2 separate regions of the Rattus norvegicus genome follow, and region 1 is linked to region 2. Evidence: chromatin contacts called from public Hi-C data. All regions are on one chromosome and are shown on one strand. The core of a region is the stretch at or near the end of the contact, and the rest is flanking DNA. Distances in the headings are between cores, read along the strand shown. Region 1 overlaps Mef2c (myocyte enhancer factor 2C). Region 2 holds the start of Mef2c (myocyte enhancer factor 2C).

Evidence for each region. A called contact is a pair of places that touch in the nucleus more often than the background predicts.
Region 1: a Hi-C map of frontal cortex shows a contact between it and region 2, with 3 times the contacts expected there. The contact joins the enhancer-like site here to the promoter of Mef2c in region 2. A contact is called at or near these places in 6 of 12 Hi-C or Micro-C datasets (the A7r5 cell line, the Rat2 cell line, Schwann cells and 3 more).

What each region holds. Positions count from the first base shown.
Region 1 is chr2:15,864,031-15,868,020 of GRCr8, reverse strand. Mef2c (myocyte enhancer factor 2C) reads right to left here. Exons shown (of 11, transcript NM_001399397.1): 11 at 1-1,183. The coding sequence ends at 862. The region is part of intron 1 of LOC103691412 (a long non-coding RNA gene); the gene reads left to right. Among named protein-coding and RNA genes, the nearest start is that of Mir9-2hg, 56 kb to the left of the region's middle. Within about 2 kb of position 2,185, at least 14 of the 93 cell types and tissues checked have an H3K27ac peak or open chromatin away from gene starts, as enhancers often do.
Region 2 is chr2:15,726,670-15,730,553 of GRCr8, reverse strand. Mef2c (myocyte enhancer factor 2C) reads right to left here and starts at 1,539. Exons shown (of 11, transcript NM_001399397.1): 1 at 1,278-1,539.

The DNA.
Region 1 (3,990 bases), core at 936-3,435, 140 kb before region 2:
TGGCTTAGGGTAGTGCTTTCTATACAAAAAGTCCTTGGTGGGGTTTACAGGACTGTTTAAAATAGTAGCGAAGCTATTGAGGGGAAAAACACATTTTGGCTTAAGTAAACTACAAAAAGCCACAAATGCTTTGCAAACTCTTTCTTACCTTTTATATGAAAATAAGCAAAATGTAATGTACATATTTTTATATTTTTATTTAATAAGAGATGCAGACCCAGATTTATTTATTTAATTAAATACGTTAGCTCTCAAACACCACACTTTTTTTTCCTTTTCTTTTAAAGTGGGTATGGTCCTCTTTGAATGGTTTCTGATCCTTTTGCATGAGTGCCATACGCCAATGATATATGCCTGCAGGTTTGTGAGCGTGCTCAGATGTTAGGTGACCGGCATGTTCCTAACATTAACCAGTGGCCACCCCTTGCCGGGTCTGTCCGAACGTCTATACATTTTTCTATATGTTGCATAACAGCTGCTCTCTCTTTCAGTAAAGATCTGCCGCTTTTGGCAAATGTTTCCTTTTGTCTATTTACATGTAAATAACGTTGAACCTGCAACATGACACTATCTATTGTAACATACATTTTGCAAAGGGTCACAACAGTGAAAAGAAGTTAGCCTTAAAATCTATTTTGTACAAGTGTTCTGTTGTACAACTCAAGTGCTAAGCGTATCTCAGCATTTCTGTTTATCTTTATACTGTATCACTGAGGCAATTTAAAAGTACTTTTACAAAACAGAGTACCTGACTTTTTTTTCCACACACGGCACATATAATGCATATCGACCCCCCTTCCCCATTAAGGTATAGCACACACACACACTGCAAGAAAAAAAAACTATTAAGTAATAATGTGATCATGTTGCCCATCCTTCAGAGAGCCGCATGCGCTTGACTGAGGGACTTTCCCTTTCGTCCGGCGAAGGTCTGGTGAGTCCAATGGGGGAGTGGAATTCGTTCCGGTGATCCTCCCGGTCGCTCCCATCGTAGGAACTGCTACAGCTGCTCAGGCTGTCAACAGGAGATCTCCCCGCCTCGTGGCGCGTGTGTTGTGGGTATCTCGATGGGGTGGTGGTACGGTCTCTAGGAGGAGAAACAGGTTCTGACTTGATGTTGAGGCTTTGAGTAGAAGGCAGGGAGAGATTTGAACTCTGAGATAAATGAGTGCTAGTGCAAGCTCTGTAGGAGGAAAGGAAACCCAGTTACAGATGGAGGAGGCCTGCAGGCCCCAGGAACTCACATTACAAACATAGCAGCTTAAAAGACTTGCATAGACTCTAGTGCGTGCCCACAATGAGAGTGCAGCTAGGCACTGCGGGGCGGCACCGCCTAGAGCCACGGAGAATGCTCCTGCCTGGGGGTAAATACACCACTTAACTGGCCCAGGCCTCGGGGATCATCTCCAGCTTCTAAAATACTCTGTAACTGTATAGATTACCCTTTCATAAAGGATTAAGACACGGTACAAAAGGTACAAAAGTCATTCTGCGTTCATGGAATTTCCCCCTATACTAGTTCCGTTCTTTTCTGAACCTTGGGAGACAGTGTTTGACTTTGAATGGCACTCTCTTGGTTTATCAGTGTCTGTGTATTTGAGATTATTTTTAAAAAACCCATTATTGATAAGAATTTCTCTCTAACTGATATGCCCATATAACTGGAGATATATATTACTAAGGGAAAACGAACAGTAAGAATCTCAAATGAACAGCACACATCAAACGCCGTATAATTATATATAACTGATGTCAGGCTTGGGGGGGGGGAAGGAGGGAGAAAGACTGAATATTATATGCAGAAAATTTAAAAACTGTTTCAAAAATCATCTCCCTAAAACTGATACCTAACTGGACTTTATCATTTGCAGCTGTCTAGAATGAAAATCCTGTCTGTAGTTCCCAATTCCTTTAATCTTAACAGGGCTAAGCAGCAGTGACGATGGTTGCTTAAGGTAACGCTTGTCTTACTTATAATAATGTTAACGGCGAATCTGTTGTTTGTGAAGGAAAGCATGTGGAGAAGAAGGAGGAGTGAGCCATCACTATGGCTCTAATCATCACTGATTTGCAGACAGTGCATTCTGGGAGACTCTGGACAACAGTTAGCCTCAGAGAAAAGCTTTAAGTCTTAAGTGTGGACTGGGGATTGATGACTGAGCAGGCCGAACCGTGCTCACTCTGCTGGCATCAGCATTACGATTTTTGTTTGTTTCTCTGTTTTGCTTTGTTCTTGCTTCATGACATGCACATCCAGAGTCAATCTGATCCAGCTACACCATCAAGAAGGTACTGCAGTCTCTTTAATTGCGGGATACTCGCGGAAAATAATTATATGTACAGAGACACCGGTTTTAAACAAAAGGAAGCAAGCCTACCTATTAATGCATGCAAGTATGCTGCTCCCTGACGGAGAGAACTACGTGTGGGCTAGTGTCTTTCTGAACAGTGAGTGCATTTCAGAGACTGCAGTGGGATAACGTGGGGCTGGCCTTTGGGGGATGTGACACAGGGTTAAGATGTACAGAGATAGAAAATTAGTCAGAAACGAATTTATCTTTGAGTAATGTTTTATACAAAAGCACCACCTACTGGCAAGGGATGACTTTCCCCTTCTTATTAGTAAATGAGCTAACATGGAGGACATTATCAAGGGGGCTCTTTGCTGCTTTAATGAGCCCTTCTGGTTTAGGCAGTCTGCACATTCAGATACAGATGCCAATCCCAGTGCACACAGTTTTCAATCTCTGTCTATCCGTGGAACTACTTATCTGAAGCTTATTATTTTAGTCTATATTAGTTCTCTGATTTTCTAAGACTTTTAATTAAATTGTCTTTAAATCAAAGCCGTATTAAGGTGGGAGACAGGAAAACACCTGTATTTCAAAGGCTCCATAATAGTGGACTATTTTATACTGGTTCAAAGTTACTTCACAATTCATTTTGATGTTTGAGGAAATCATCTTTTGACTTCTGGAAGAGTTTTCCTGCTCTGGGTAAGAAAAGCCATTTCACTAACATTTAACTAAATGCTTCTGCCGTGGATCACACCAGCGCTTAATAATGAATGCCAATAAGGAGCTTCGAAGTGACACAGCTTATCAATAAATACTTTTCTTCACTCTGGGACATTCAGCTTACACTCCTCTAAACACAACAGAGTGGGAACCTCCTAAAAATTCAGTGAGTTGGGTTCCATAGGTAACTCGTCTATATAAATTAAGTTGAAAGTAATAAGAATGAGATGATGTGTCTTTGATGTCATCACAACCTCTCCTTTGTCCCCGTTCCCAATATCAGTGGCCACGCAGAAGTTTCACAGTGTCTTGCTCCCCACAAAAAAAGGAGTGTCTATTTGTTGGTAATTCTTTACCATGACTGAACACCTTCTCTGGTGGCGGGATTTCATTTACACTTTAACACAGACTTATTCTGAGCTGGGTAGCTAGTGGAACTAAGTCTGCAGCCCAGAGCTCTACATGGTGTCTTCATCTCAAATTCACTTCACTGTGGCACGGACTGCAACAGATTGGCCATCTCTGCTACCGGAGCTACTTTCTTGCCAAGAGTAGGCAGCATTAATATCACTTAACTGTAATACGGTAGCTTGTTCTCGTGAACGAAATACAGCCACAGATAATTGTGAGACTTGAGACTACAGGTGCGAGTGAGAATGAGGTAGGGGGAGGGCGGTCCAGGCACGTCGGTACCTTGTCACGTCCTCTGAGGTACTTCTGACCCCGCTATGTAGCGTTTTAATCTGAGAGAGCTACCCTTCCTTCAGATTGCTCAGAGATAAAATGTGGATAGCTTTATTTAAGTTCCTCTCACTCTGCCACCCCAATAAAATTAGGTTTTCTTACTCTATTTAGCTTTCCCCTCCCTGTGAGGCAGTCTCATTACATATGCCAGCCTGGGCTCAAATGTTTCATCCTCCTGTCTCAGCCTTCTAAGTGCTGGGTTATAGGTGTGCATGTATCACTCAGCCTA
Region 2 (3,884 bases), core at 290-2,789:
GGGATTATTATGCACCACACAAACATTTTTACTCTGCAACACAATTCCATTGCAAGGTGCCAGTGGAAGGGAGCTGGGTCACTCTTCTGGAAAGGCGTGGAAAGGCAACTAGAGTTTTCTTTACAGCACTTAGAGAACACATACAGTCACTACAGATTTCATAAGGCAGTTACCGTTAGAGTTACTATCACATTAACAATAGTAAAATGCACTTTGTGTCAAAGCAATTCTCCTCCGAGGACCAGTTAAAGAATTGGCAAAGAGCCTGATTCTACATACACTGTCAGCATTTACATACCAAGTATTTCATACAGAAGACATCCATTTCAAAAATGTGAGGGAAAAGGTTCATAACTATAGCATCTAGAACAGTTCAAAATGGCTCAGATAGAACATTTTCCTTAAGAATTGGTAGCCTTGTTCTGGAAAGGAAATCACATTAGCGTTGCACTCAAGCACTTGCATAATACGCAATAATACAATAAGAAATGTGTCCCATCTCTATAGACTTTCTTTATGGCCAACTTTGTCACTTAGTTTCGTAACTTTCATCCAAAGTCCAAACAGAAGGCGGGCTAAGTGACTTAGCCTTGTTTGTTTTTAAGTGGCTTAATATTTCCCTTGATCTAAACAACAATGCACATGCTGGAATACAAACATGAACTGTGCAGTGCACGGGCTCCCATGGCCAGGGCAACTGCTTCTGGTCCCCACCAATTAAACTCTCACAAGCATGCACTTTGGTGAAAGAAGAGGATGCACAAAAGGTGGACTCTGGCAGGCAGCCCTGCTGTAGCTTAAAGTCATTCCAAGGACTAGTGGTTCAGAATCTAAACCCAGGGCAAATCAGTCTTTGGGGGCAACTCATAGGAACATCTTTCCATAGTGAACTAACAGCTAAATTTTAAGACAGCTACTTCAAGGTCACAGAACAGTCTGTGAAATAGTAAAATCCACCAAGATCCACATTCTCCACCCTACTGAACACGCTAATGACGTGAACTAACTTCTTGAAACTTTAAACAAACTGATGTGACAGGAACAGTCAGATGTGATTTCAATAGCAGATGGCAAACCGATGCTACCATCTAAAAAGTTACTTTCAGCCACACACAAGGAAATCGTAGAATCTAAAGAAAAGAATGCACAACAAGCCTTAACTTAAGCCTTCCAGAAAGGAGTTGGATAGACCCGGTGTCTGGAAGAGATCCGTGCAGATTTCAGAGACAATACACAGACTATTTCTATTCTTTTGGTGAAATGTCAGAGGTACTTACATGAAGGAAGACCCGACCAGATTAGTCCTTGGAATATTTTCCTTTCTTAAAAGAGAGGAAGAGAAAGAAAAAAAAATAACAATAATCTTTACTTCGTCCAGCCTTGAAGTACTTCTCCACCTGATTCAAAGCTGCAGGCACGGCGACCCACACAGAACCTTCAAAGTCAATCCAATAGCAGCCCGAAGATGTCTGGGTGTACGCGTGTGCTCAAGTGTCTGTGACTGCGAGGCGAGTGAGCTGAGAGCTGGAGACGAAGTGTGCGTGTGTGCGCACTCGAGGGGGGGGGAAGGGGAGGGCGCGCGCGGGATTGCGCATTCGCGCGCGCACCGAAGCCGCTGGAAGAGGAGGAGAAAGAGGAGGAGGAGGAAGGTGGAGGAAGAGAAGGAGGAGGTGGAAGAGGAGGAGAAAGTGGCTCTCTGTGGCCGGTGGGATTAAAAGTAGCCAGACTTGTCCAGAAAACTGCGTCCAGGAAGGAAGTGACAGGAGACGAATGGGAAAAGGAGAGCAGCTCCCAGCCTTAGATACGTCCTGTGAAAGAGCGGGGGGGGGGGGTGGGGGGGGTGGGGGGGAATGTAAGGATACTGGGAGGGGACGCGGGGGCGGCAAGCAAGACTGAGCACACGGGGGTTCTAAGCAGCACGTACGCGCCAGTGCTCCCCCCGTCCCCCAATTCATTTTATTCTTGCCTTTTCCTGGCGCTGCCTTTTCCTTTCCGTTTTTCTATCCCTACCAGCCCAAACCGTTGACTCTCCTCTCGAGCTGGGGAAATCATCAGTTTCACTCTTGCAAAAGGGGGGCGGGACTAGAACCTCGCAGCATTTTAATAAAACAAACATACTGCAGCTCCCTCCTCACCCCTCCAGTCTCAACTAGATTGATAAATTACTCCACTACACTACTTTAATTATGTATATGGTATGCAGAATAAATCACTGAACATCAGTACCTCAATCAAGCACTTTTAAATGATAATTGCATCTTGGTGAATCAATCTTTCCATTCCTGACATTTTGCTAATTTTAGTTTTACGGTGGGGTAATGGCACATGCCATACGCAAACCTAATGACAATTCTTTATTGCATGAAAGGGAAGACAACACGGGGAGCGGCGGCTCCCTGCCTCTCTCCCTGTTGCTAAAGAGGACGCTCGGAGGGGACGCTGGGCTGCTGCGCGCTCGCTCCCCCGGGAGGCTGCAAGGCAGCTAACAGGAAAGTCCTTCTGAAGTCGAGATCTTCCCTCTGACCAATAGGAGCGCGACCCTAAGAGCTGCTCTAGTGACTCCCCCCACCCCCTCCTTTGGATTCGCAGTAGCCACCTCATCCTTGCTCCGGTCCGCGCGCGCCTCCGTTACTCACGCGTAAAAGCCACGATCCAGGATGTCTGCAAGCCTCGATCCCAGCGTGCGCTTCCTGCCCGCCCAGAATGTACAAAGCTTTTGGCCTTGAGAGCCAGGAGGGCTAGGTTAGAACGTGAGCCGAAAGGAACCTCCAATGTTAGTAATAAAATAATTACAAGTTTTTGAAATCTCGACTTTATCCCGGGGCCATTAACTTTCGAGTCAATCTGGACAAATTTACCAAGGGGACAGCTTTCTCGAGAATACCCCCTCCTTCCCTCCAGGGTCTCCTCCACACCTTACTGGACTTTATCCAGGTCATTAGCAAGTAAACCAAAAACAACTTCCCAAATGCATTAGGCTCCCCTGACCGATAGCGGGTGACTTCACTTATCCTGAAGAGTTTCAGCTGCACAGGAAGCAAGAGCAGAGACTGATAAGGATACTTAGGTTAAGGTTTGAGCCTCTAGAATACTTTTCCATAGTAAAAATATAGGTTAACAAAGAATTGATACTTAGGGGAAAAGGTACTAGATATTGGGACCACACCCAAAAAGCTAAAGATTAAATATATCAACTAGTTATACACATCACCCCTATGTCTCCCCAAAATATTGAAAGATTGCATGGCCAGGAGTACTGTAGATCGTGTAAAACATAAAAAAAATTTTTTTTTAATATTATGACTGGAGGAAGAGAAAGTTCACAGAGTACCATAACATAGAGGATACAGTGTAGACAATAGCAGACTAATGAAATATCTAGCTAATTAAAGATACTTCCTCACACACAAAAATAAACTCCTTTCAAAAGTGTATGTTTAACCCAATAACTGGCTGCATTTTTCTGGTAAGTTCTTCAGTACAGCAGCAGAGAACTATTCTAATGCAAAAGGGCACCGTGGTTCAAAAAGCCTCCATCTCATTGTGCTGTTTGAAGTTGGAAGCTCCTGGAGGAGCAGTGGACTTAACATTTAAGCACCCTCCACAGGCTTCCCTTGAAAGCAGAAAGTTGATTTTCCAGGCAAGTTAAACTACATCGGAAGGATCTTCAAACCTCTGGCTCCTTACATGGAGACTATTAATTAGTACTGCGACTTCATTACAGGAAAGCATGACAAACTGTCACAAAGCACAAGCTTTGTGACATAGTAAGTGTTTTGTTCTACTTTTGAAAATTAGTATCTATGCTATACTGTGTTCGCCTCTCTTTCACATAGCAAATGTGACTACCATGGGTTTATAATAAAAACAGAATGGCATCCTCA